7 separate regions of the Mus musculus genome follow, and all the other regions are linked to region 3. The links are chromatin contacts, called in public ChIA-PET, Hi-C, HiCAR-type and HiChIP or PLAC-seq maps. All regions are on one chromosome and are shown on one strand. The core of a region is the stretch at or near the end of the contact, and the rest is flanking DNA. Distances in the headings are between cores, read along the strand shown. Region 1 overlaps Inpp4b (inositol polyphosphate-4-phosphatase, type II). Region 2 overlaps Inpp4b (inositol polyphosphate-4-phosphatase, type II). Region 3 holds the start of Inpp4b (inositol polyphosphate-4-phosphatase, type II). Region 4 overlaps Inpp4b (inositol polyphosphate-4-phosphatase, type II). Region 5 overlaps Inpp4b (inositol polyphosphate-4-phosphatase, type II). Region 6 overlaps Inpp4b (inositol polyphosphate-4-phosphatase, type II). Region 7 overlaps Inpp4b (inositol polyphosphate-4-phosphatase, type II).

Evidence for each region. A called contact is a pair of places that touch in the nucleus more often than the background predicts. ChIA-PET counts read pairs in DNA pulled down with a chosen protein or histone mark. HiCAR-type assays count read pairs that join an accessible place to other places. HiChIP or PLAC-seq counts read pairs in DNA pulled down with a chosen protein or histone mark.
Region 1: a contact with region 3 is called in a FOXA1 HiChIP or PLAC-seq map of pancreatic cancer cells. The contact joins the enhancer-like site here to the promoter of Inpp4b in region 3. A contact is called at or near these places in 3 of 39 promoter capture datasets (the 3T3-L1 cell line, hippocampal neurons and neural stem cells), 2 of 484 Hi-C or Micro-C datasets (CD4 T cells and cortical neurons), 5 of 115 datasets of contacts at active chromatin or transcription factors (astrocytes, bone marrow-derived macrophages, large pre-B cells and 2 more) and 2 of 9 other capture datasets (liver and pancreatic islet).
Region 2: an RNA polymerase II ChIA-PET map of memory CD8 T cells shows a contact between it and region 3, with 593 read pairs. The contact joins the enhancer-like site here to the promoter of Inpp4b in region 3. A contact is called at or near these places in 5 of 39 promoter capture datasets (the 3T3-L1 cell line, the C10 cell line, cranial neural crest and 1 more), 1 of 15 datasets of contacts at CTCF or cohesin (pro-B cells), 3 of 484 Hi-C or Micro-C datasets (the Ba/F3 cell line, group 2 innate lymphoid cells and uterus), 12 of 115 datasets of contacts at active chromatin or transcription factors (the 230-238 cell line, CD8 T cells, bone marrow-derived macrophages and 6 more) and 3 of 9 other capture datasets (adipose tissue, liver and macrophages).
Region 4: an H3K27ac HiChIP or PLAC-seq map of regulatory T cells shows a contact between it and region 3, with 4 times the contacts expected there. The contact joins the enhancer-like site here to the promoter of Inpp4b in region 3. A contact is called at or near these places in 4 of 39 promoter capture datasets (the C10 cell line, embryonic stem cells, liver and 1 more), 7 of 484 Hi-C or Micro-C datasets (B cells, the Ba/F3 cell line, CD4 T cells and 4 more), 5 of 115 datasets of contacts at active chromatin or transcription factors (bone marrow-derived macrophages, embryonic stem cells, large pre-B cells and 2 more) and 1 of 9 other capture datasets (liver).
Region 5: an RNA polymerase II ChIA-PET map of memory CD8 T cells shows a contact between it and region 3, with 136 read pairs. The contact joins the enhancer-like site here to the promoter of Inpp4b in region 3. A contact is called at or near these places in 6 of 39 promoter capture datasets (embryonic stem cells, frontonasal cranial neural crest, hippocampal neurons and 2 more), 1 of 15 datasets of contacts at CTCF or cohesin (pro-B cells), 2 of 484 Hi-C or Micro-C datasets (CD4 T cells and Th2 cells), 3 of 115 datasets of contacts at active chromatin or transcription factors (effector CD8 T cells, embryonic stem cells and memory CD8 T cells) and 1 of 9 other capture datasets (liver).
Region 6: a contact with region 3 is called in a Hi-C map of Th2 cells, with 4 times the contacts expected there. The contact joins the enhancer-like site here to the promoter of Inpp4b in region 3. A contact is called at or near these places in 8 of 39 promoter capture datasets (the C10 cell line, embryonic stem cells, frontonasal cranial neural crest and 3 more), 4 of 484 Hi-C or Micro-C datasets (Th2 cells, cortical neurons, group 2 innate lymphoid cells and 1 more), 4 of 115 datasets of contacts at active chromatin or transcription factors (bone marrow-derived macrophages, large pre-B cells and regulatory T cells) and 3 of 9 other capture datasets (adipose tissue, liver and macrophages).
Region 7: a HiCAR-type map of Th17 cells shows a contact between it and region 3, with 4 times the contacts expected there. The contact joins the enhancer-like site here to the promoter of Inpp4b in region 3. A contact is called at or near these places in 3 of 39 promoter capture datasets (the C10 cell line, embryonic stem cells and liver), 1 of 484 Hi-C or Micro-C datasets (group 2 innate lymphoid cells), 1 of 115 datasets of contacts at active chromatin or transcription factors (Th17 cells) and 2 of 9 other capture datasets (adipose tissue and liver).

Annotation. Positions count from the first base shown.
Region 1 is chr8:81,838,811-81,842,348 of GRCm38.p6, reverse strand. All of the region lies in intron 7 of Inpp4b (inositol polyphosphate-4-phosphatase, type II), which reads right to left. Among named protein-coding and RNA genes, the nearest start is that of Gm25267, 310 kb to the left of the region's middle. Within about 2 kb of position 1,683, at least 18 of the 459 cell types and tissues checked have an H3K27ac peak or open chromatin away from gene starts, as enhancers often do. A contact at or near this core is called in pancreatic cancer cells, where this site is marked.
Region 2 is chr8:81,772,689-81,776,250 of GRCm38.p6, reverse strand. The region is part of intron 7 of Inpp4b (inositol polyphosphate-4-phosphatase, type II); the gene reads right to left. Among named protein-coding and RNA genes, the nearest start is that of Gm25267, 380 kb to the left of the region's middle. Within about 2 kb of position 2,045, at least 49 of the 459 cell types and tissues checked have an H3K27ac peak or open chromatin away from gene starts, as enhancers often do. A contact at or near this core is called in the Ba/F3 cell line, CD8 T cells, bone marrow-derived macrophages and 3 more, where this site is marked.
Region 3 is chr8:81,341,136-81,344,617 of GRCm38.p6, reverse strand. It overlaps Inpp4b (inositol polyphosphate-4-phosphatase, type II), which reads right to left and starts at 2,056. Exons shown (of 25, transcript NM_001024617.3): 1 at 1,821-2,056. Gm51582 (classical arabinogalactan protein 9-like) reads left to right here and starts at 1,965. Exons shown (of 2, transcript XM_030243908.1): 1 at 1,965-2,364. The coding sequence starts at 1,976.
Region 4 is chr8:81,617,065-81,620,447 of GRCm38.p6, reverse strand. The region is part of intron 2 of Inpp4b (inositol polyphosphate-4-phosphatase, type II); the gene reads right to left. Among named protein-coding and RNA genes, the nearest start is that of Gm51582, 280 kb to the right of the region's middle. Within about 2 kb of position 1,282, at least 7 of the 459 cell types and tissues checked have an H3K27ac peak or open chromatin away from gene starts, as enhancers often do. A contact at or near this core is called in regulatory T cells, where this site is marked.
Region 5 is chr8:81,700,259-81,703,577 of GRCm38.p6, reverse strand. The region is part of intron 2 of Inpp4b (inositol polyphosphate-4-phosphatase, type II); the gene reads right to left. Among named protein-coding and RNA genes, the nearest start is that of Gm51582, 360 kb to the right of the region's middle. Within about 2 kb of position 1,362, at least 26 of the 459 cell types and tissues checked have an H3K27ac peak or open chromatin away from gene starts, as enhancers often do. A contact at or near this core is called in Th2 cells, effector CD8 T cells and memory CD8 T cells, where this site is marked.
Region 6 is chr8:81,754,747-81,758,267 of GRCm38.p6, reverse strand. The region is part of intron 5 of Inpp4b (inositol polyphosphate-4-phosphatase, type II); the gene reads right to left. Among named protein-coding and RNA genes, the nearest start is that of Gm25267, 400 kb to the left of the region's middle. Within about 2 kb of position 1,382, at least 93 of the 459 cell types and tissues checked have an H3K27ac peak or open chromatin away from gene starts, as enhancers often do. A contact at or near this core is called in Th2 cells, bone marrow-derived macrophages, group 2 innate lymphoid cells and 1 more, where this site is marked.
Region 7 is chr8:81,733,950-81,737,364 of GRCm38.p6, reverse strand. All of the region lies in intron 3 of Inpp4b (inositol polyphosphate-4-phosphatase, type II), which reads right to left. Among named protein-coding and RNA genes, the nearest start is that of Gm51582, 390 kb to the right of the region's middle. Within about 2 kb of position 1,549, at least 18 of the 459 cell types and tissues checked have an H3K27ac peak or open chromatin away from gene starts, as enhancers often do. A contact at or near this core is called in Th17 cells and group 2 innate lymphoid cells, where this site is marked.

The DNA.
Region 1 (3,538 bases), core at 434-2,933, 500 kb before region 3:
AGTAGGATTGCATGAAATTGTTGATTTAGGTTATATATATGTGCATATGGAAAGAGACAAAGTTAGAATTATATTAACAAGTCCAGCATGGCCCATTAAACTCTTATATTCATGAGACTTTTATTATTCCTTATAAATATGACTAAGCAAGAAAAGAAAGAAAAGTCTATATCCGATGTACATAGAAAATTAAAGGTATATGGGCTACTTTGCTAATATTCTGTGTATGTGTGTTTCTATTTGTGAAGGGGAAAGAGAAAGGGAAGAAGACAAGAGAAAAAGAACTTTTTATTTATTTTAAATAATAAAAGGTTAAGTACGGGTTTGTATAGTTTTAAAACATTTGAGTTGATACAGTTGATATCATGGTACAGTTTTTCCTACATCAATACATTCTACTACATATCAGCACTGCTGTGTGAAGAACAGTGGCTTGCCAGTGAATAGAACCTCTGTCTTCTTTTGGGGGCTCTAGTGGTTAGTGGCTGTGACAAATAGGAACCATTCAAGTACAATATATTAAGTGCTACAATAGAAATGTGAGCATTTACTCTTGACATTTAGACAGGAGACTAATGACTCAGCCTGTGGCTACCAGGGCGGGCTGCAGAGAAGAGGTGCTTAGGGTCTTGAAAGACAAGAGGAGTTTTCAGCAAGGAAGAGTACAATGAAGCATAAGGGGTGTAAGGTAATAAGTATGCACCACATGGCTGCTAATGTCCAACTGCCTCTGCGAAGACTTTGTACTGAGGATGCTTCAGGGAACTTGCAAGGAAGTGACTTGAGTTAAATAGGTTTGGAGAAGTAGGTAGGACCAAAATATTTATAAGGCTGTGATATTATATAATTGGCACTTTTTCTTTATATACTTCTTCCAGGCAACAGAAAATCGGGGGTAGCTATTGGGACAAGCACTTGAGTTATCCCAACACCTGAGAGCTCTCAGCCCTTGTTTTGCTGTCTTGGTGTTGACTTTCTAACATAAGATTAGTATAAGTCATTGTATGGTATCCTTTGCAGTCTTTGGAGGCATTTGAGGCTAGAAAGGGGAGGTAAGAAGTGAGAGCAGAGCTAAGGGAATTAAATAAATAAGCAGAAAGGATTGCAGCAACAGAGAAACAGAAAGAAGGCAGAGGAACTTAGAACAACAGAGAAATAAAGATGCTGGAGAGGAAATGTGTCACTGATAACATAGTTATGGAATGTAAGGAGCCAGGGCTGGTACTGCAGTATGTTCTAGTTCCTCATCATGCCATGCCTCCTGAGAATTAGTGGCCTTTCTTGGGAATTCATTTTTTGGTCTTATTCACATTTTTTTTCTTTGTCTTCAATGTGCTTCTCCAAGATTTTTCCCACAACACACAATTGTTCATGCAACTATCCAGTCAAAGCCCTTCCAGCTTTGGTCTAGAGGTTTATGACAACAAACAAATCAAGGTGGATCTGGTGATGGGTGTGACCAGATGCTTGCCCACACTGTGAGAGACATCTTGCTTGTCCCCTAAGTTCATATAAAGCAAATTGCCCTCCTGTCTTCTTTTAAAAACCCCTATCAATCCCAAAAGTTCAAGGTTCATGTATGTTAACTTGGAAATGATAAACACAGGTAGTTTACTTTGATATGATAACCATATGCTAGCAGGCAGTGAGTAATCCTGACTCATCAGCTTCCTGCAGACTACTCTGCCAACATTTAAAGCTTCCAGGAGCTCTAGTATATGGCTGCAGTAGGGGAATATAGCACATTCAAGCTCATATACACAGAGGAAAACTCCTGAAGCTAGTTAATCTTATTATACAGAACATGGATGCCTCTGTCCCATGGGAGAAGACTACTGAAGTTTCACTGGCCATGAAATGACTAAGCCTATGGCAGTACAATCTGCTGGAGATCTAGAGCCAGCCAAGGAGAAGGCCATAATATCCAGAATTTGTCCCTGGCTGCATTTTTTCAGAGCTCACATAGGTCCATTTCTGTATTGATAGGTATGAATGAAGCAAGCTCCTCTAGATAGATATAGATGGGAATACCCATTAAAGAGCATACATCCTCCACAAAGAATATGGTCCAACCTGGCAATGTATTTGGAAGTGAATTTGATACAGAATCAGAGTCTGTTTCATAACATAAACGCTACTCTAGACCCCCGTTGAGATCAGTAATGAATCCCTGATATTGAAACATGAAATTAAGATAGGGAAAAATGTCTACCTCCTCCAGAGGTATAACTATCCTGTAAACAAGTGTCTTAGGACTCAGGTGTGAGCCCCTAACTCAACCCCACCACCAACAGCATATGTCAGGAATATCTGTTGCATCTACGTGGAGAATTTCTCGAGAGGGTTTGGTATGCCTTCAGACTTAGAGAGCCAAGTCTCCACATAGCCACATGAGAGAAAGTCATCAGCTAATGGCCAGTAACCAGCGTGTCTCTATATTAACTGGCATAGAGCTTTGTACAGCTTTGAACTCCAGACGTGGGGTGACTGGTTTTCCAGGCGGATCTCACAAGGCTGTGGTCCAAGGACAAGCTGCCTATGTTGGCATTCAGAGGCTCCACTAGGAAAGATCTGGTCCCTAACCATCCACAGACTGTAAGTCAAATGGAATATGCTTCACAGCTGTAGAAGAGAGGCCTTCATTTTCTGGAAGACTGTCAGCTGAAACAAATGAAAATGCCAGAGGCCTCATGTTTGTGCTTCTTAACGTGTGGCCTCCTCCATGGTCAAATTGAGCACTAGAAAAGTCTTTGTATTATCATTTCTTTATCATGAAAACACTGAAATTTTTCTCCTTTTGAAATATATAATATCTAAGTGTTACACACACCTCTCTACTGTGCAGTAGCTCACCAGGATGTTTTACCTCTATATATCTCTAACTTATTTCCAATTGATCAATCTTCTCTACCTGTGGCTGCCTGAATTCTCCGCAATGAGTTGTAAGCACCATTTTACTCTCAGGCTCCGTGATGTAATCATTCTCTTAAGTGGAGCCATGTAGGCCGATGGAAAAATAAGAGGAATGCTATCATTCTGGGCACTCTGTGGACTGTGCGGCGGAGGGAAAATCTCACAGCACACTTTGATTCTGCCTTCCATGATGACCAACGAAGAGCTTTCAGCAGAAGGCACACATTTGATATTTACACCTCTTTCAGAAGCCAATGTAACTCTATTCTCATTTGTTTTAAATGGAAGTTCACAGTCAGATTGTAGTGGTGATAAAATAAAACAAAATAGCTCATGCTAGATCTTTTCCCCTACATTAATCCCCGCAAATATATATCAAGCCTTTATTATGGTCTAATCAGCATTATAGAAACTATAGATCTCAGAAAGGTAAAGGCTAATAAGACAAAGGGGTTCTTTTGTTTTGTTTGTTTTTGTTTTGTATTTTTTGTGGACTTTCTTTTGCAGGGGATATTGTTATTTGTTTATTTTGTTTTGTTTTCTATTTGTTTGTTTGTTTGTCCATGGACAATAAGGATTACCTGGTTATTTAAGAGGCAAACTTTAAAAAAATAATTGATAATAA
Region 2 (3,562 bases), core at 796-3,295, 430 kb before region 3:
TATGTGTGTGGTGCATTGTGTGTGTGTTTGTGTGTGGGGGGGTCTGTATGCATGTGTATGTGTGTGTTTATGTGTGTGTATGTGTGGTGTGTTTGTGTGTGTATGTGTGTGGTGCATTGTGTGTGTGTTTGTGTGTGGGGGGGTCTGTATGCATGTGTATGTGTGTGTTTATGTGTGTGTATGTGTGGTGTGTTTGTGTGTGTATGTGTGTGGTGCATTGTGTGTGTGTTTGTGTGTGTGTGGGTCTGTATGCATGTGTATGTGTGTGTTTATGTGTGTGTATGTGTGGTGTGTTTGTGTGTGTATGTGTGTGGTGCATTGTGTGTGTGTGTTAGAAAGGGAAGGGACACTCATTATGGAATCTTATAAATGTGAAGGTGACATTCTTCACAGGATAATGTGCTTTATGTAGAAGCCTAATTAGTGATCATGAAGTGCAAATCATGAAATCCTGCTAATGAATGCACTAGTAATATCAGCTATCAAAGAGCGAGTGGGGTATGACACAAGATTTGATTGCTTTAGGAAAAGTAAACATTAATCTGCTCCATGATCTAACAATTATACTCCCTGGTATATATACAAGAGGATAAAAACACAGATATTCGACATTCATTCATCATTGTCAAACTCTAGGAGCAACCTGAATGTCTATCAATAAGGAGATGAATAAATAAATCACAAAAGTAAGTGATTCAGCAATGAAGAAGGATGGGGAATTGATCTACACAGCAAATGAATAAATTTAAACATTATGTTGAGCAACAGTCATTAGTCACTACAAGAAACATACTGTACTACCTCAATCCTGTAAATTTCAAGAATAAATGAAATAGTTATATGAGACAGTGGTTGTCTGAGTCTGTATAGGATAACAGTCAACTGCATAAAGACTCAAGGGAATTTTCTGGAATAAATGGAATGGTTCATATCCTAACTTGGGCAGAAGATACATGGGTAAATGTAGCTGATAAACTCATCATTTCTTATCTCCATGTATCTCACAGTAAACTGTGACTTCCCAAAGGTCAGATCTGAGAGAAGGGACAGGCTGAAAGGCCACAGAAAACACAAGCAAGCAAGCAAGCAAGCAAGGTTAAACGAATAAAGCAAATGTTTGAGGCATAAACTTAGAAATGCACAAATAGTCTTAACCACTATTTGTTTCTTTATGAATGATTTGTTAAACTCTTCATTATACAATATGTTCAGACATTAAGACATAGATATTTAGTGATATATGTCTTAAATGCTAACAATTTGGTTTGTAGATTTCTCTTGTCTTTGAACATTGATTCTTTAAAATAATGAACTTCTAAGCAGTTTTAAGCTCTATGTTAAGAGTGTCCTTATTACATCTGTTGACATTAAAATAGACAGTGGGCATAAAAGTGAAGGAAAGCCTACCAAGGATGCATATGTCACAGCAGAGCTTGGAGAACTGAAGGGTCTCTAAACATCTGGAATTCTCCAGATTCCAGCTGCATCTTCAGAGTAGGCACAATGATGACACAATAATGGACTGTTGTGTAACTAAGAGGAAGCATGCAAAGAGCACTTGGTAGCATTTGAGTGGTTCATTATCTCAGTTGCCTTCTGTCTCCTACCACATCATGACTTTCTCTGATAACAAAATATTGTTTCTTAACTAGTTAAACTGAATGTTCTGAAAGAGCCAACACAGAAATCACGAACAAAGAATACTGAATATTTCTGTCTAGGGACTAATCTTTGTTAACACTAATCCACCTGGAGCAGAGAACACAGGAAACAATAAATTTGCATCCATTGTTGCTGCGGCTTTAGTGGGAAGCTATAGAAATAACAGGCTGTTTTTATGATGTTATAAAGCTATATTGCCTAAACCTAGGATTGTCCGGTGTCCACTGCACACCAGATTCTGTGTTATGAACTAATTCAGTTGCAGATACAGCAAAGGATTATTTATCCTCAGGGCAAAAACAAGGAGGCCAATGTGTACTTCTCCAAAATAGAGCAGAAATTCACATTTCAACCACAGGCAGAAGCAATGCTCTGACCTAATCATAGGCTGACTGTGTAGATAGCAGAGCTGGAGGAACTTCACCCAGTACCTTCCAACTCAAGTTAGTGCTAACGAGGAGAGAAACAAGTTTTGATAATGATATATTTTTTGCCACAAGTTTCTCTTTGCACAGAAGTTCTTAACAAAATATGAAAGACTACACTTCCTTCCTTGTCCCCGAGGCCGAACATTGCACATAACATTTATTTAAATGTAAGATGCATTTATTTACATTTCAGGTCTCAGGAGATTTTTACACGCTGCATATGACCAGAAGACAGCGCCAAGACATCAACTGCTCTTCCAGACTAAGCCTCCGATCGTTTAGCCCATGTGCTTCTGCTTCAGCTGTTACAGCCCTAACAAGCAAAAGGATATCAGAGCAGCCCATCTTGAAAATGTATTTTTTTTCATAATGAAAGGGGAACCAAACTGTTATGAAGCCTTGGTAATGATCTTGACACCTCCTGTCTTCCCCCTCACCCCTTAGCCCGGTGTTATCTGTCTATCTGTCTCAGAGGGCAGTGCCACCATGCAGGAGATTATGAAGGAGTAGGAGCAGTTAGACTTCTCGAATCTGTTATAAAGAGGAATCCTATTTCTTCTGAGACCACTGAGATAATCAATCTTAAGTCAGTTGTTAGAAGACTATAAGAAGAAGAGCTAGGCCTCAGCGTGATAGGTCAATTGGGTGCAGATAAAATGTCACCTTTTCTCTTATAGAGCTCTGACACAAAGCATGTCTGTCTGCACGTGAACATAGAATAGGAAGGTATCACACTGACTGGTTATCTCAGTAACGATAAACACCATAGGAAGATTCCAACAGCCAGGTCACTGCCTCAGCCAACTAGCATTTGCCAAGAAGAAGATCTGATTATTCTGGATCTAATATGGTTAAAGGCTTGCTGGAGTCAGATATTTAAAATACTTTAAAGTATATGTATAGAATCACCAATCTCCTGAAACACACACACATTCACAGCCTCATTCCTTTGGCTCAGAAGTATTAGGATCTAAAGCTCTTAGATTGTTAAGTAAGTATAAGCTGTACTTCAACACACTTACCTCCTCGCCCTACCCGGAAGAGAACTTGACGAGGGGAGAGATGTAAGATCACATGCATCTATGAGGACTATTAGCATATTAATGAACCGTATGTCTATTTACACTTCCATCACCAAGATTATTTTACCAGCTATTTTAAGGAACAGGTTATGCTTTAATTAATAGCATTTGGGGAGAGGAAGCCAGCTGTATCTCCAAAGTGCATTCAAGCTCCAAACAATTTATTCCACATCAAGAGCTTCCAGCTCACCCAATACTTTAACATGTTAACACTGCCGATCAAGGAAGTACATCTTTTTAAAAATCCACATAGTTAGTTCCCAGAACTAAAGCTAATAAAAAGCATAGATGGCCAGCACACAAACTGATTACCTGCGGGGGATGAATAAGCATCCCTAGTTCAGATGACAAGGATTATAGGGGATTAAGACATGTCGGTTAGTTCATATT
Region 3 (3,482 bases), core at 807-3,306:
AACGCCCCCTTTTTCCTTCCTTCCTTTATTTCCTTCTTTCTTTCTTTCTCTCCTTTATTTTTCTGCAGAAGCATTTTAACTTAGTGCAACTCCTACAGGTTTGAGTTTAAGGCCCATGTGCTGAGCCCAGAGGCACTGATCAATTACTGTGATTTCATGTCAATGTTTCCCTGGAGTATATCCCAAAGAACATGAGCTAATGTATTTCCTCCCACACCGAGTAAGCTGACAGTACCCACTTGTCCAAACCTCTCCTAACTCTACCTTTAACACAGCATCAGGCAGCCACTCTCTTGCTGAGTCTCTGAACCAAGTCAGATTGATAACATTCTGATTCCAGAACTCACTAAGAAAATTTCTGTGCGAACAAGTCCTCTAAATGTAGATGTACACCTATAAAAGGGGCCACCTAGTGCCCATCATAGGAGAGATGAACTCATCCCTGTCTTCTGCTCTTTCATGTATTTTATAGAGCTACACCTTTATAAATAACTTCTTTCAGACTGAAGGGAAATGTAAGCAAAATGTAATACCCACATAATGACCTCAAATGTCATTTTGGAAAGAGCAAGGAAGCCAGAATCAGGAGAAAGAAAAACATAAAGTAAGATGAACAAAGAAGACATTCTACATCATTTAGACCAGCGTGACTGAATGTCCCGCAGGGTTTCCCTGGTAAGTTGACGCTGCAGGAACCACATAATCAACTGAGCATCCTTTCCCTTAACAAACCTCGGTCCCCTAACAGCACTGCTGCCTCTCTCTCCTCTGGGGTTTTTCCAATAAGTTTTGTGTGGCTGCAACTATCTCATCAATATGCACATCCCTACCTATAAAGCTTCTGTCTCCAAACAGAAACCTCTGGGTGTCCTCTGGGGCAGAAACCACCTCCCCTGAGGGAAGCAAAATCAAAGGTGGAGAGGGGCAAACACCGGTGCCTCTGGTTCTCGCATCACCTAGAGCTAGCCAGTTGCAAGCCTGAAAGTCCATACTAGCAGCAGGCTCCTGGGTTTGCTCAGGACCCTTGTCCTGCTAGAGGGGCCAGATAAGCTCAAGTAGGCTGTAGTGCAAATTTGAGACTCCAGAGGAGCCTCTCATCACCCACTCTTACTTTGAAGCCCTGATTTTCTAACTCTTTCTTGACTTCTCTTTGGGGTAGGTAGAACATGAAGGTAGCCTAGGGGTAACAGGCCTGACTTGGGGGGGTGGTGTTGGGGGGACGGAGAGGGCAGGAGTTGCTGAAGGTGGGGCTGGAGATAGCCATGAAAAGAGAGCTCTTTAGGCAACTGCAACCCCAGCATGCCTTCCTTGTTCTAAGGACCAGGACCACTTCCTCTGAAGCAGGAGACAGCCAGTGACTGGGACTAGGGTTGAGAAGCAGTCCCTAAGCACTCCAGGTCGCTGCAGCACCTTTTAAGAACAGCTCAAAGGGACCATAAGCTGGGCCAGAACTCAGTGTCACCTGGGAGTTGGAACTCATATGTGTGTGCGTGTGTGTGTGTGTGTGTGTGTGTGTGTGTGTGTGTGTGTGTGGTGTTCACCCCAGACCAAGCGAGCTCCACTAGACAGTAATCAGGGTCACAGGGGTACCACCAGCAGCCAGGGTCCCTGGGAAGCAAGGCTGAAGGGACGATCTTGGCTGCAAGCTGGGAAACTTGATAAGAAACACACCAGCTGTCTCTCAGGCAGGACGTACTCCCCACCACCACCACCCTGAACTGTCCGATGCGCACGACTACAGCCTATGGATTCACCCATCCTCACCCTCCGCACCCTGCAAAATTCCCTCCCGAGCCCCAGGATCCCAGGCAGGATGTTACCTCTTGCAGAGGCTGAGTAGGGGGCGATAGCAGCGGCAGACACTTTTCAGGATGACTTTCCTGCGTTCTCCAGTGAAAGCGTGTGCGCCCAAGCAGAAGCTGTAACCTGCTATTTATAGCGGCGAGCTCAGCACCCGGGGCTGGGAACCCGGAGGATGGTAGCGTGCAGGGCGCGGGCCGAGCCTCCCCGCTCCCCGCTCCCTGCTCTGGGCTGGCAGCTCACGCTCCGCCCGCCGCCCCGCAGCGCGCGCCCGGGAGAAGTTGCTCCTCGCCCGCAGCTCACACGCCCCCTGGCACTGTCGCCACGTCCCCACCCCCAACGCCCTGCCTCTCTTCCTCCTCGTCTTAGGCTCACTCCCTCGGAGCGGTCTCCTCCCAATGTCACCAACCAGCCACCAAAGAGGAACAGCAGCAGTCTCGCAACTGGTGCAGCTCGCCTCCCTGCCACAGATGGAGTTGGTGGCCCGACCGCACAGCTCGAAATGACCACAACACGCTGCTTCTGTTTACTGACACCCACCACTCAGACTCTGCTGTCTCTGGGGTCAGCTGCCAATCCTGGGGTGCGGGATCACAGGGGCGAAGCGCGCGGGGCGGGGGGGGGGGGGGGCAAGGCAATCACAATGCGACCCGGACAGGAGAAGAGACTGCAGAAGGCGGAAATGTAAAAGGATGTGAGAAGGTAGCTCAGACTAGTCCCCACTGACTGTCCCTGGGAGGAGGATTGGGCGTTAGAGGAGTGTGAAGCGCTGTCCCACGTTCTGGTGACTTCTGCGTGTCACGGTCCTGAGAACTGCTTCTCCCTTGCCAGTGTTTTCCCCTAGACCCAGACTGAGCAGACCTGGGCACAGGGGCAGCCCACAGCCACTCCCCACCTTGCAGAGTGCCTAAGTGTTCCCAACCACCAGGCTCATGCCTTTGACAGCCTGGTTGTGTGGAGACAATCCGCCCTCGGTGTGTTTGAGGTGTCAGAAAATTTTGGTGTGTAATCACGCTGTCTGGAAAGAGACTGAAACTCCCCCACTTCCTCGCGAACAAACCCGAGGGGTGAGGGGTAGTCTGGATAGTCCGGCCTGTGGGGGTGGGGCAAATGACTCTCTCCATCTGCGCCTTACAGGTGCCACCTGGCGGCTTTCCTAGAGAGGTTTTGTCCACTCTGCTCAGAGGTAATTCTTCTCAGAGCTTACCCACAAAGGCACACTAGTCCTTTTTCTTCCTTGCAACCCTTTAAACTGGCACTCTAAATAAAGTAAAAACGCGTGTACACAAGTGTGACATTTGTCACACAAAGAGCCTGGAATCTTAAAGTCAGTGAAATCAATTTGGGTTAAGGCAGTGCTTAACAGTATTACAGTATTACAAAATGGGAAGCTGTGTCTGCCCCCAGCTGTCACCCCTGCTGTCACTGCCTGAATCGAGACATCCATTTACTTCCCAAGTATTTGCTACTAGATATTATCTTTGTTGATGAGGGCAGGGAGTTTGATGGTTTAAATTTATGTGTGTGGGGGCGGGGTGCTAGTGGTGGTGTGAGGGTGTCTTTGGTTGGTTCCGTTGGTTGATTGGGTTGGTTGGTTGGTTGGTTGGTTGGTTGGTTTGGGTTGGTTGGTGGCTGAGTTGGTTAGTGGGTGGGTAATTGAGTGGGTGGGTGGATTGGTTAGG
Region 4 (3,383 bases), core at 33-2,532, 280 kb before region 3:
TTTATGTAGCCGTGCTGTGTTGGACAATCTTAGGCTCTGAGCACAAAGTGACAGCAATCTGGCCATCAATTCTGTAAATGTGAAGGTTTCAATATATGACTCACTGAGTCGTGTGCTTGGCAGACATTAGCTCCTGAAGACAACCTAGGAAGTAGTGACACTCACCAAGGAATGACAATCATGGAACTAGAGAAAGATGGCATCTCCCCAGCAGGAACATGTGTTGCTTATAAATGGACATGTGTTGTTTGATAATGGGGGCATTTGTTGTTTTATGGTTGTCAGTGAGCATATGACCTGTCTTGGAGAACATCCGCCAATTTCCTTGGACAAGGCCCCTGGCCTTTCTTGCATCATCCCCACGTTCTTGAGTGAAGACACTGTATATAATTTTTTTTGTTACACAGCATGACCAGATGCCTTTTCAAAGCTCTAACAGACTCTAGGCTGACAAAGTGGGGCTACATACGAAATTACAGCCATTAAAGGATCAGAAAAACAGTGATTGCATTTTCCTTTTGTGACTTAATTTTAGAGATGATATAGAATTATAATGAGCATGGAAGGACAAAGGATTGACTGCATTTTAACTCAAATATCTACAGGGCATTCTAAGCCAAGAGTGGCCCGTATCTCACTTCTGGATCACTGTGTTTTTGCCCTGCAAACCCTTCCCAACTCCTCGAGTCTATTACAGTATGTATAGAGACCCAGTGAAGGGGTTTCTGTCTCACCGTTTATGAGAAAAGCAAGGAAAGTGTTGTCATAGAGTGGGCTGGAAATAGTATGCTTAGTGGCCCAACTGGCCCATAGAGTAGAGCTGGCCAGTGAGGCAGAAACTCCAAATGGTATATGACCAGGAAAGTATCCAGTATGTGTAGACACTGAAAAGTTAGATGATGAATGAGGATAAAGTCAATTCTATCTAGTTTGGGGGAAGTTACATACAAGGGATCATAGGTGATTTAAACACAGTTTCGCCTATTAAAAATCTTCCCTACTGTGGACCAGAAGCAGACAGCTGCCACCTTGGGGGTGGGGGTGGAGGACGTCAGGGAAGTGCTGCCTGATTCAGTTTCTGTCAGGCAGGTCATAGTGTCCCCACCGTGGTTGCCTTGAGCTGTAAATGCATTTGGAAATCATCTTATGTCATGTGAGTAAAGAGGTATCTGAGGTTGAATGCCTATGGCAGGGAAAAAGGGGCTTTATACTCTTGAGAGTAAAGCTTATGAAATTCTGATGTGCCTGTTCATGTGCCTACCTATCACCTAGAATGTTTGTGTAAATGCAGAGTTTCCTGTTGTGTAGGACAGAATCTGGATGTGCGCGTTGCTCACCAGCCACCCAATGTTGCTGAAACTGCTGCTCTTACATCAACGTTTGTGATGTCATAGGCAAAGTCTCATAAAATAACAATACAAAACCACAAAATGAATCAACTAAACTAATCTTGTATATAGAATTCTTGAAATTCACAGTGCTCTCTCTGTGTCTCTGTCTCTGTCCTCCCTCCCCCCTCCCTTCCACTTCTTTCTTTTTTTTTTTTTTTTTTTGAACTTTTTTTTTATTAGGTATTTTCCTCGTTTACATTTTCTTTTTTTTCCCATTTTTATTAGGTATTTAGCTCATTTACATTTCCAATGCTATGCCAAAAGTCCCCCATACCCACCCACCCCCACTCCCCTACCCACCCACTCCCCCTTTTTGGCCCTGGCGTTCCCCTGTACTGGGGCATATAAAGTTTGCGTGTCCAATGGGCCTCTCATTTCTTTCTCACCAGGCTTCAACTTTAGAAAGACTGAAAGGAACGCCTACAGAGCAGAGTGGGGATTAGGGAAGCATAAGCCCAGCTTCCTAAGTGCTGTTTTGTAGTTGGTGGTGGTGGTGGTGGTGGTCATATTCAATGTCTTTAAAGGTTCTTCCTCCTCTAATTTAGGATTGGTCAGTTTGAGGAAAGACAGGATGACTAATTGGCCCATACCAGTTGTGTAAATACATCTTGACCCAACCTTGAATTTTTTGAGCCAGTCCATTAGCAGAGGTCATATTGGCAAGAAAAGAAGTTCACAAGGCCTTTGTTGTAATCTATCAGACATTTTGTCTTGGGTCAAGAAAAAAAAGGATTTATTTTCACATTGTGTGTATGAGTGTTTTGTCTGCACTTTGGTTTGATGGGGTAGCAATGTACAAATCCAGGTTGTCAGACACAACATGAGACCCTACACTCAAACGAGCATTTGATGGGTAGGCACATCAAAATTTCAGAATGTAAGTATGTACACCATGTGCTTCATGTGCCTAGAGAGGCCACTAAGAGTATTGGAACCTCTGGAACAGGAATTACAGATGGTTGTGAGCTACCATGTGGGAGTTGGGAACCAAACTCTGGCCCTATGCAAGAGGAACGAGTGTTTCTCACTACTGAGTTGTTTCTTTAGTTCAGGAACCTAAGAGTCAGAGGGAACTTCCTTCTCATAGGTGAAGGGGGATGATAGACAGAAGGGCCAGGAAGTGGGGCTGAGAGGAAAAGGGGCTGTGATTGGGATGTTAAGTGAATAAACAAATAAATTAATGGAAAAATCCCTCTTTATTCTAATATGACTGTCACTGTGGCTGTGGCTATTCTGACATGCTGAAAGCATTGCCTTACAAAGCAACAAACAACCCTCCAAAATTACAGGAATAATTATGAACAGAAATGTCCTGAAACAGAAGAAAATATGACTCATAATTATGTCCAAGCCATCTATCAGAATTCTACCAATAAATGTATATTGTATGTATAAGGTAAGAAGAATAAAATAAAAGACACTAAATGAGAGAGAGAGAGAGAGAGAGAGAGAGAAACAGAGACAGAGACAGAAAGACAGAGAGAGAGAGAGAGACAGAGAGAGACAGAGAGAGAGAGAGGAAGTAGGCACTTAATGGTATCCTGTAGCACATCTCAGCTCAGTTTCTAGGAGACTAGATTTCAACCACAGATTGTTTACTACAGATGGGGACTTTGGACTTTGGGTTGGGAGAGAGAAGGAGTTAGGCACACTCCCTGGTAAAGTAGACATATAGGGAGATAGGTCATAGGTAGTAAAAGTGGTCAATGGCCAAGATGGTCTGTTTCTTCCTCAACCTTCTGACTTGAGACAAATTTATGCCACCTTTTGGCTGCCACCAACAAGCCCCTGCTGATGGACCCACTGGTTCAAGGAATTCAAGACTTGTTCAGGACATGTCACACCAAAGTTCTGGGGCAATTAACGGGTCTTGGGAAGAAACTGCTTCAGTAGCTTTAAACCCCAGCCTCTGAGAAGAGAGTTCTTAGTCCCTGCTGCACTTTGTGGAGATTCTCCAGTGGGTGTGTGCTGCCTGCATGCGCTTTCTATCTT
Region 5 (3,319 bases), core at 113-2,612, 360 kb before region 3:
GACATTTGGTGGTGTGTGTGTGTGTGTGTGTGTGTGTGTGTGTGTGTGTGTTTGTGTTTGTGTGTGTACATATGGATATTTCTGTGTGTTTGGGCACATGGAGATCAGAGGAGAATTTGCAGATTCTGTTCTCTCAATTCTGTGGTTTTCAGGGATCAATCTCAGGCTTAGTTGAGATCAAGTACCTTTACACACTGAGCTTTCTAACTGGCCCAACGATATCTAAAATGTGGTAATGTTTTCTAATAAAGATTAGAACTCAAGTCATTGATCATGTGAAATATAAACCTACAAGCTACTGATCAACATTATTTTATTTAAGCCCTGATTTCCTTTCCATCAATAAGTGGAAGTGTCAAATGAAGTGGCCAGCAGAAGTTTGATGTCATGATTCTTCTGATTATCACTCCAGGTGTGGATTTTGTTCTGTGGTTGAAAACCAACAGATGCATCTTCTGTATGCTAAATATTTCAATACTTATTTTGATGTTCTTATTTCAAATAAGAGCTGCCCTACCTAAAATTAGGCAAAGCTTGCATAGTCATCATTGAAGGCACATGTTGACTTCTAGCTGGCCCCAGATACACTTACTGAACAGTATTTATTTCTTCCATTATCTGGGTAGTACCGTGTTTTGTGATAGTTAACTTTGAAAGTTTAGTCACTTAAGCTCTTTACTCAAGAATCTAATTTGGTGTGTAAAGGGAACATGCAGGTGAAGAAGGAATCTGCTTAATGAAATCCTTCAGAAACCTAGTGACACACACACACACACACTCTGCATATCACCTGAAGAGTACTTAGTCACCCGTGCATCCAGTAGAGAGATGAAGGGTGAGACAGACTGGGCATTTACTGGCCAATGTTGGGTATTTCCAATAGTTCAGTTGAGAGGCAAGAAATACGAGGCTGAGAATATGTATTATAATTCTAAAAGAGGGACAGGATCTCTGAAAAGTAGCTGTCTATCTCTCATCACAATGCATTTATGATACTCAACTGGTCCATGGCAGGCACCAGGCATATGCCTGGACCAGAGCTGGATATCTCCATAAGGAAGTACACAAAGGGCTTTCATAAAACTGTATGTGAGATACATAAAAACTAAAGACAATCAGGAAAGTATGATAACTACAAGCAGTTAACACAGCTTGGACAACATAAATCAGTGATCCAAAAGGAAAGATCCTCTTCCCAAGAATATTATTTCCATTATCATATAAATAAAAATAAACTGCTTCACACAAGTTCATCTGAGATGTTAAGCAGCTGCCCATTTCTAGTCCTCATTGGTTCTCTGCATGGAATCAGCCTTGTTTTGTGGTTTCTCACATCCTCTCTGTGAACACTGCATCATCTTTGACCTGCTGACATTTCACCAGCTCACTGGAAGTCTTTTATACATCACAGAGAAACCGCTTCCCTTGTATCCTTTTAGAATTAAATTATTTATGATATGGTGGCTTGTGATACTGTGCTTTGTTAATATATCTATTAACTTTTAACTTTTTGATACCATGTCTTTATATAAGGAAATCATTGCCATTTATTTAGGGAGTAAGGGAACATGTAAAGAGAATTTATAAAATAAGGTATATGTTTTTGAAAAACACTGCACACCATTATTATGTGAACAATGAAGATTCAGTAAAATCAGCATGAGTGTGATACTTTTCTGGAAATCTCCCAACTTCATCAAACTTAGAGAAGAAGGCACCTCTGAGCTAAAAACTGTTAAGTCACATTTCAGTCAAAAATACAACTAGGTCATCCCCCTGAACATAAGCCAACAGGCACATGATTAGCACTGGGAAGTTAAGGAAGGTGGACATCCACTTCCTCCAAACATTTAAAGCTGGCTCAGGAGAGGTCATGGGCTTTATCTCATGTGCTCTAGTGCATAGAAGACACTAGAACAAAAAGCTCTCTGAGACACAAAGCAGCAATCCTTCTGATGGCATTAGTCTCTGCATCCTTTTCATGGTGAGAAAAATAAGAGAGATAGTTAAACATTAGAAAAAAAATAATAAGACAATACATGGATGTTAATAAAGAAGTAATTTTAAATTAAAATATTTAAGAGCCTGTGTAGGAATTATGATGACTGTATGAAATATGCTGAAAAAATTACACATTAAAACCAAACTACAATCATGACTAATAGAGGGAAACAAAAATATCATTATATCAGGAAAAGCACATAGGCTTTGCTTAAAGTTCAACCAGCCTTATCAACTATGAGATAATACTGTATAAACATGAAATTTTAGCACTTCAAACTGGACAAATTTCCTGGACAATGGTTAAATGTCATCAATCTAATCTCATGAACTGGCTCATGTTAACACCTTGACTCCAATCTATTGAAAGTTGAGCAGAGTACCATTTTTACAATATTTTTATTTTATTTTTTTTAAGTCTTTTTTTTCCATTTTTATTAGGTATTTAGCTCATTTACATTTCCAATGCTATACCAAAAGTCCCCCATACCCACCCACCCCAACTCCCCTACCCACCCACTCCCCCTATTTGGCCCTGGCGTTCCCCTGTACTGGGGCATATGAAGTTTGCATGTCCAATGGGCCTCTCTTTCCAGTGATGGCCAACTAGGCCATCTTTTGATACATATGCAGCTAGAGTCAAGAGCTCCGGGGTACTGGTTAGTTCATAATGTTGTTCCACCTATAGGGTTGCAGATCCCTTTAGCTCCTTGGGTACTTTCTCTAGCTCCTCCATTGGGAGCCCTGTGATCCATCCATTAGCTGACTGTGAGCATCCACTTCTGTGTTTGCTAGGCCCCGGCATAGTCTCACAAGAGACAGCTACATCTGGGTCCTTTCGATAAGAAATATTTTTAAAACAAGCTTTTTCAATTAACCAAGGGGAAGAAGTCAGTTGGAGTTTCTAGGAGACCTATAGTGATCTTTGGTCAAAACTCACCTGAAAAGGCCTAGTCAAATGATTCCCAGTCATAGTGGGAGTTAAAGACAGACAGAAACCTGGAGCTTTCTTGCCATCAGGGTTAGCATGATTGGTGAGTTCAATCGTATCTGCATCCTGCTTTTTACTGTAACTCTCCCAATTCTACCTCCATACATATCCCTAACTTCATATCCTCTTTTATTTTATAAAGAACCTGTCCCATCCAATTTGTACAGCCTATATACTCCTGAATATGGGGATTTCTACTAATGTGGGTTTAACCTATCAGGGGCCACAGATATATACATACCACAGCACTTGAGAATTATATTTTAAAGAAAGGCTAGTTATCACAGGTTATTATAACTAAAAGGAAGAATTTTAGAGGCCATGAAT
Region 6 (3,521 bases), core at 133-2,632, 410 kb before region 3:
GGGGGAGTGGGTGGGTAGGGGAGTGGGGGTGGGTTGGTATGGGGGACTTTTGGTATAGCATTGGAAATGTAAATGAGCTAAATACCTAATAAAAAATGGAAAAAAAAGAAAATCCTATTTTGTCTTGTTTTCATGAATATTACCTAGGTGGCTAAGATTCTATCTGCTAGCAATTGAATTATAAACAAGTCTGTGCTTGAGTCTCTTTGGATTTTGCTATGTCACGTGGCATGCCATAGACCATCAACTGGCCTGGCATCGCCTAGCAGAGCACACAGGCAGGGCTCTGCCTGTGCTTGCTCCTAGACTTCTCTCCACTTTGGAGAGATAGCAAGTGCTTGCTGCTTTCTGTTGTTCTTTTCAGCAGGAACATATGTGCTGCTTCAGAAGGCAGGAAGATGTTATTCCAGGGAGGCAGCAGACTCTGCTGAATACTAAAAGGAGGATCTACATGCCATTAAGGGCATCTGCAGTGTTAGAGCTAAGCAAGGATCAATTGTATTCATTCCCTAGAACACACATAAATAAATGGGTGTGGTGGTGCCTACCCCTGGCACTCCCTGACAACCAGCCTAACCATATTAGTGAGCTTCATGCCAGGGAGATCTTGTCTTTAAAAATAAAGTAAAACCTGAGGAGTAATACATAAAGATGAGCTCTGGGACACACACACACACACACACACACACACACACACGAGAGAGAGAGAGAGAGAGAGAGAGACATGTGCACATACATATACACAGCCATACATAGAGAGACATACATATACAGACACACAGTCACATAAATGCCACACAGAGACACATACAGACACACATGCACACATGCACACATACATACAGACATACACATACACAAACACAGAGACACAAGTAGATACATACATAAAGAGATACAGACTCACAAAGACACTCACACAGAGACAGAGAGAGATAGAGGAGGGGGAGGAAAGGAGAGAGAGAGAGGGAGAGAGAGAGAGAGAGAGAGAGAGAGAGAGAGAGAGAGAGAGAGAGAGAGAGAGAGAGAGAGAAGACTTTACTGAGACTCTTACTTTCCCTTCTCTAAGGGTAACATTTTTTCAGGAAAGGTGCCATCAACACAGCAACAAATAGGATCACTACCAGGCACAAGGCTGGTTAGTGGATTCATTCAACAAGGCCAGTGGTTACTGATACCAATCTTGCTCCAATGATAAAGCCAGTGCAGTTGATGGATACAGGAGGTCTCAACAAATGTCTCAGGATACTGGGGGCCTCAGTTGCAAAACAAGATGGCCAGCAGAGTGTGTGCAAGGTTGCTGAATTCTGATGGAAGCCGGAGTGCTAGCTTGCGGGCATGGCAGCTTACAGAAGCACTCTGAGGTCTGCTTGTCTGGGCAGGAAGAAGCAAAGGAAACAGCCACTTCCTGGGGGATTTCTCATCCAGCACACTGAGTCATGTGTATGCTTCAAACAAATAATGACTAAGGCCATTTCTGGATGAGTTTTCTCAATCTAAGTTGCTATAGAAGGGTTTCAAGGAGAAACTGTGCGTAGCACTTAGTTTTTTAGAAAATGGTGCTTAAATTAAAGTAATTTTTTAGAATTTTTCCTTGTGAATATATAGGGTTCAATTCTAATGTGTAAAATCAATAGTTTTAATATCTTGGAATGGTGACATATATCTGTAATCCAAGCAAGCAGAGGTAGAGGCAAAAAGATCATGAGTTTAAGGTTATCTCCAACTCTATAGTTAGTTTTAAGCAAGACTGTATAAGGCATTGTCTCAAACAAAACAGAACAGAGAGAAACAGAGAGAGAGAGAGAGAGAGAGAGAGAGAGAGAGAGAGAGAGCATGCATGTGCAATTGCTAAATTGTCTCCAGTCTATTGACAAATATTTTACGAGCAAAATTAAAATATAAAATAAAATCAAAGACGTGCAAAATGTAGATTAGAAAATAAGGGTGAAAAAATAATTAAGAGGAGTTGTTTCTAGGGGGGTATGAATCTATCTTTTTAAGTGTCTTTGTCTCTGCCTTTCTTTGTTAAGCAAATTTTGAATCTCTTGAAGAAGCTGATGCTGATTTGGCTCGAGTCTTTGAGCACACGTGAGTTTGTGCTAACAAGGAAATATCTCAATACAAGTTTAAATAAGAAGACTGAGAATACCCAGTCCTCCATGGTAAGATGTTGACTCAGGACTGAAAAGGCACATCCGGAATAGTTAAGTGTCCTGGTATAGGAGTAGGCAGAGTGAAGAGGTGAGAAAACAAAAGGCCAAGTTGAAAGCAGAAAGTATGTGATGGTTCCAAGCAAACCCTCCTACTCTAATGGTCTACAGAAAAAAAAGATCAGTCAATTTAAAAGTGACGATACCAAAGGGTTTATTTTTCCAAAATATGCTTGGTCTCCGAGTGAATAGTTTAGACCTACATATCTGCAGAAGCTCTCTGAGTTCAGACTCCTCAGAACCTAGAAACACAGAACACCAAGGACGTAGTCCAAACCATCACATTAAATTTGAAAGAACTTCTTGACTCCTCCATAATAAACAGGGGCCCAAGTGAGTTAAGAAGGGGTTGAAGTGGGCACATGCCTGCAGTCTGTAATCCCAGTAAGAAGGGGTTGAAGCTGGCACATGCCTACAGTCTGTAATCCCAGTACTCTGGAAGCTGCAGGGAGAAGATTGAGAGTTTGAGACTAGCCTGGGCTACATAACAAGACCCTGTCTGAAATAAACAAAAAGCAGTAAAAATGCATCTTCTATTTTGGTTTGGGGAACATTTTTGTGCACCCTGTCCATATGCCAAAGAGTCAAAAAAAAGTTCAAGATTAGAGATTCTGGTACCAACCATATGTCTTTAATTTTGAAAAACATACCCCCTTATCTTCATCTGGAAATATGAACAACACTATTTATTCTCACCAGATTCATATGAGGATCCAATTAAATAGAAGTATTGGGAAATGATTTACGAAATTCCCAATGCTATATTAACAATGCATTTCTTATGTTCATACACTTAGATCAAACCCTGTGAGGAAATAGGAGCATTCCTGCATAATTTATAGAATAGGAATTAGAATGTCAGAATGGATGAAGGATTCACTCAAAATGATAACTAGCATACCACACGTGACCCTCATACACATTCTTACTACTTTAGGGAACTCTTGTTCAATCTGAGAAACAACACAGTGTAAAAGACAATTTCATGGCCACGCAGTTGCCAATGGGTAGAGTTAGGACCCCAAGGTCTGGAACTGGCTACCCAGCCAACTGCTCTCAAATGCAGCCTAGCTCTGCTTCTCCCTGAGACATGCTGCAGGCTCCAATGTAATCTCAAATCTCTGGCCCAATCCATTTCTGTTATCTTAGTTGCTATTGATTCCTCTTTTTGCCATCTGTATGTGTCTATTCCTAAGAACATCGCAGCATGAACTGTCATCATAACACAGGGCTTTCAAAGTTATTTTGTGAGGAATTTTGAACATCAAGTTGGGCACACATTTGATTTAAATCTTCGCTGTCAGGTAC
Region 7 (3,415 bases), core at 300-2,799, 390 kb before region 3:
TAGGAACTTTAGTATGCTCTCCAAAATGACCTTATTTCCTGTTGAGAAAAAAGATATATTCACATATTCATAAATTAAATATAGGGAAAATTTCCCAATCCACCTTGAAAAGCTCAGACCACATAAGTAAAGATCAATAAATCCATATTTCTAATTAGTGTTTTTTTTCAACTTGACAAAAACCTCAACATATCTAGGAAGAAGGAATCATAATTGAGAAAATGCCTCCATAAAACTGGGATTTCTGCAAGTCTGTGAGACTATTTTTTTGTTAACGATTGATGTAGGAGAGACAAGGACAACATAGACAGTGGCACCACTGAACAGGTGGCCCTGGGGTGACCAAGAAAGCAAGCTGGCCAAATATTAAAGACAAAGACAATAAGCAGCATTCTTTCATGATCTCTGCTTTAGTTCTTCCTCTATATTTCTTCCTTGAGTCCCTACCTTGATATGGATCCTATGATCGGCACATATACACTGAAGTAAACCCCTCCTCAAGTTGATTTTGGTCAGCATCTGTTATAAGAGTAATGCAAATCAAAGATATCTATCAACAGTAACAGTTGTTGTTATTATTATTATTATTATTATTATTATTATTATTATTATAACAGTATTGTCTGTGAACAAACAATACTGTAGCAATGAAAAAAACCAGAATACACATCTAGAAAATAGACACAGAACTTTCAAGCTTCCATTTGCAAAGACTTAAGAGAAAGAGCCTTACCCTATGTCAAGAAAAAGTCAGCAATGTATACAATCAAAACTTTCCAAAAATGTTGAAAGGTCATCAATCAATCTGAATCTAGAAAACACATTGGACCAAGAATGAGGAGAAGAATGCCAGGCCACACACTGGTAGTAAAAACTCAGTCAGAATGTTTGATGAATTACTAATAGTCAGTTCAGAGGTAGCATCAGATATACAAGACCCACAAGTCAAGGGTTGTCTAGACTCATTAATAGATTCTCTGTCTTAGGCATCACTCAGGTACTTATAAAAAAAAACACCACAGAGCTGAGTGGGTGTCTAGAGACTGCACCTCTTTGTGACACATACCCATGGGAGGAAGAGCAGTCATCTCAGAAAAAGAACATAGCACTACCCTCATCACATCCAAACAGTGCAGAAATAACAGGTCCGTCCATGATGCTACACACCTAGACCCATTGCAATTATGTAGTGGAAACAGATAAAGAGAGGGAAATCTCAGGAGACAGGGTCAGTAAGGACTTTCACATGCTTTATTACAGTGCTCCAAGATCAAAGAGCTTACTATGTGGTGTGGGCTCTAAGGTGTGGGCTCTAAGAAGATAGTAGAGGACATTCCTACCTGACTCCTACCCCCACCTCAACAGACTACCGAGTGCTAATGATACTTGCACACCACTAGTAGAGACACGACAGCATTGAACAGTGAACTTCTCTCCCAGCAAAAGCCTAAAGTTGAGAGCAGAGAGCAAAGTTTCCATTCATTCAGCCCTCCCTCTACTAAGTAATAGCAACACCAAAGGAACATGCAGTTAGTTCAGTTATGCACTGAGGGTTGTCATAGAAACTATACCAAAGCCCTGCTAAGCTACTTACTAGACTGATTCCACCTCCTCTGTACAAACAGTAAAGGCTTAGAAGTAAAACTGGGATGTCTACCTCTAGTCATGAACACTCTTTTGCTGAGACTCAACTGTTCTACATAGCACACAGATAAGGAAGAAGAGGTAAATGAACAAGGAAAAGTAGGAGGAGCAGGGAAAGGAGCAGGAGAAAAACGAGGAAGAAAGGAGGAGGAAGAGGATGGGAAGAACAAGGGGAAGAGCAGAAGAAGCAGGGAGGGGGAGCTAAAACAAGAAAATTATTTTAAGAAAAAAATGTAGGAATGTCATCTAAAAAGTCAGATCTAGACAGTACACAAATGCTGAAACGATCAAAAACCAAATCAAAAGAGATAATTCTGAGGCTATAGCAGAAAATTCTACACAACTACATGAGAAATGTTAGCAAAGACAGAAACAGCAAAACAAATAAAGTTAATATTAAGAATGTAAAATACACTGAGTAGCACAATGAAGACTGTTTCTGGCAGACTGATGTATAACTGTGTCATAACCTACAAACTAGGAAACCAGAACATAGGTCAGTAGAATCCACCCAAACAGAGTCATGGAAAGCAAAGAGACTGGTGACATGTGGGTGACAACACCAAGCACATTCTATCTCTCAGGGGAGAGAATGGAGCAAATATTTGAGGCAGTACTGACTGAGATTGCTCCAAAAATGATTAAAGGCATTGACACACATATCCAAGCTCAGCAAACATTATAAAAGATAATAGACCCCTATACACCAGTAGGCATATCTCTCTCTCTCTCTCTCTCTCTCTCTCTCTCTCTTCTCTCTCTCTATGTCTCTCTATCTTTCTCTGTATCTCTCTGTCTCTCTGTCTCTGTCTCTCTGTCACACACACACACACACACAGTATAAGTCTTATTCATAGCATTGAACACCAATCACAGGGAAAATCCAAGCAAAAGAAAACAAGTTGAGAAACACAATGGCTTCACGCTAGAAGCTATGCATTACAGAAAAAAACAAATGGTGTCTTCTGTGTTCTGAAATTAGAAAACCCATCAACCCAGCATTCTACACAAGGAGGAAGCAACTGCTAAGTGCTGTTGTGTGCTAACAGCTCTTATCCAGAAATAATGAATGACAACCTCATTATCAGCATTTCAAAAAACCTTAAGAGAAGTTCTTCAAGCATAACAGACACATGCAGGTCTATGAAATAAATGAGCAGCTCCAGGATGGCACAAAGAAAATAGAAGTTAACTTCATTTCCTCTTGCTTCTAATAAGGACAAAAGATAATTGCCTAAGGCAGATATGAACATTGTCTATTCCTACGGTAAGTGTACAAGGTCCTGGGCTGGTCCTGCGGCACCGAGAACAGAACAAAAATTAAAGAAAAAGCAAATGGTTTGTGGGCCTTATTTTTGTTGTTGTCGTTACAAAAATGCTCAACTTAGTTGTTTCAATGTAAAATCAGCCACTGATAATATATAAAATACAGGCATGCTATACTGATAAACTTTACAGACAAAACTCACTATAATCTGGATTTGACTTGTAAGCCACAGACAGCAACCACTAGTTTAAAGCAAAAATAATATAAAAGTATTTTTGCTTAAATCATCTAAAATATAAATATGAATTGTGTGTGTGTGTGTGTGTGTGTGTGTGTGTGTGAAACCAACACTAAAAAGCACAAGAAGCACTGATGTATATATTGAACTGCTTATATATTAAGGGTATAGAATATGATTATTCTACTAACACATTAGAAGGTAGACACTGGGTTACCTCACTCAGGATGATGCCCTCCAGGTCCAACCATTTGCCTAGGAATTTT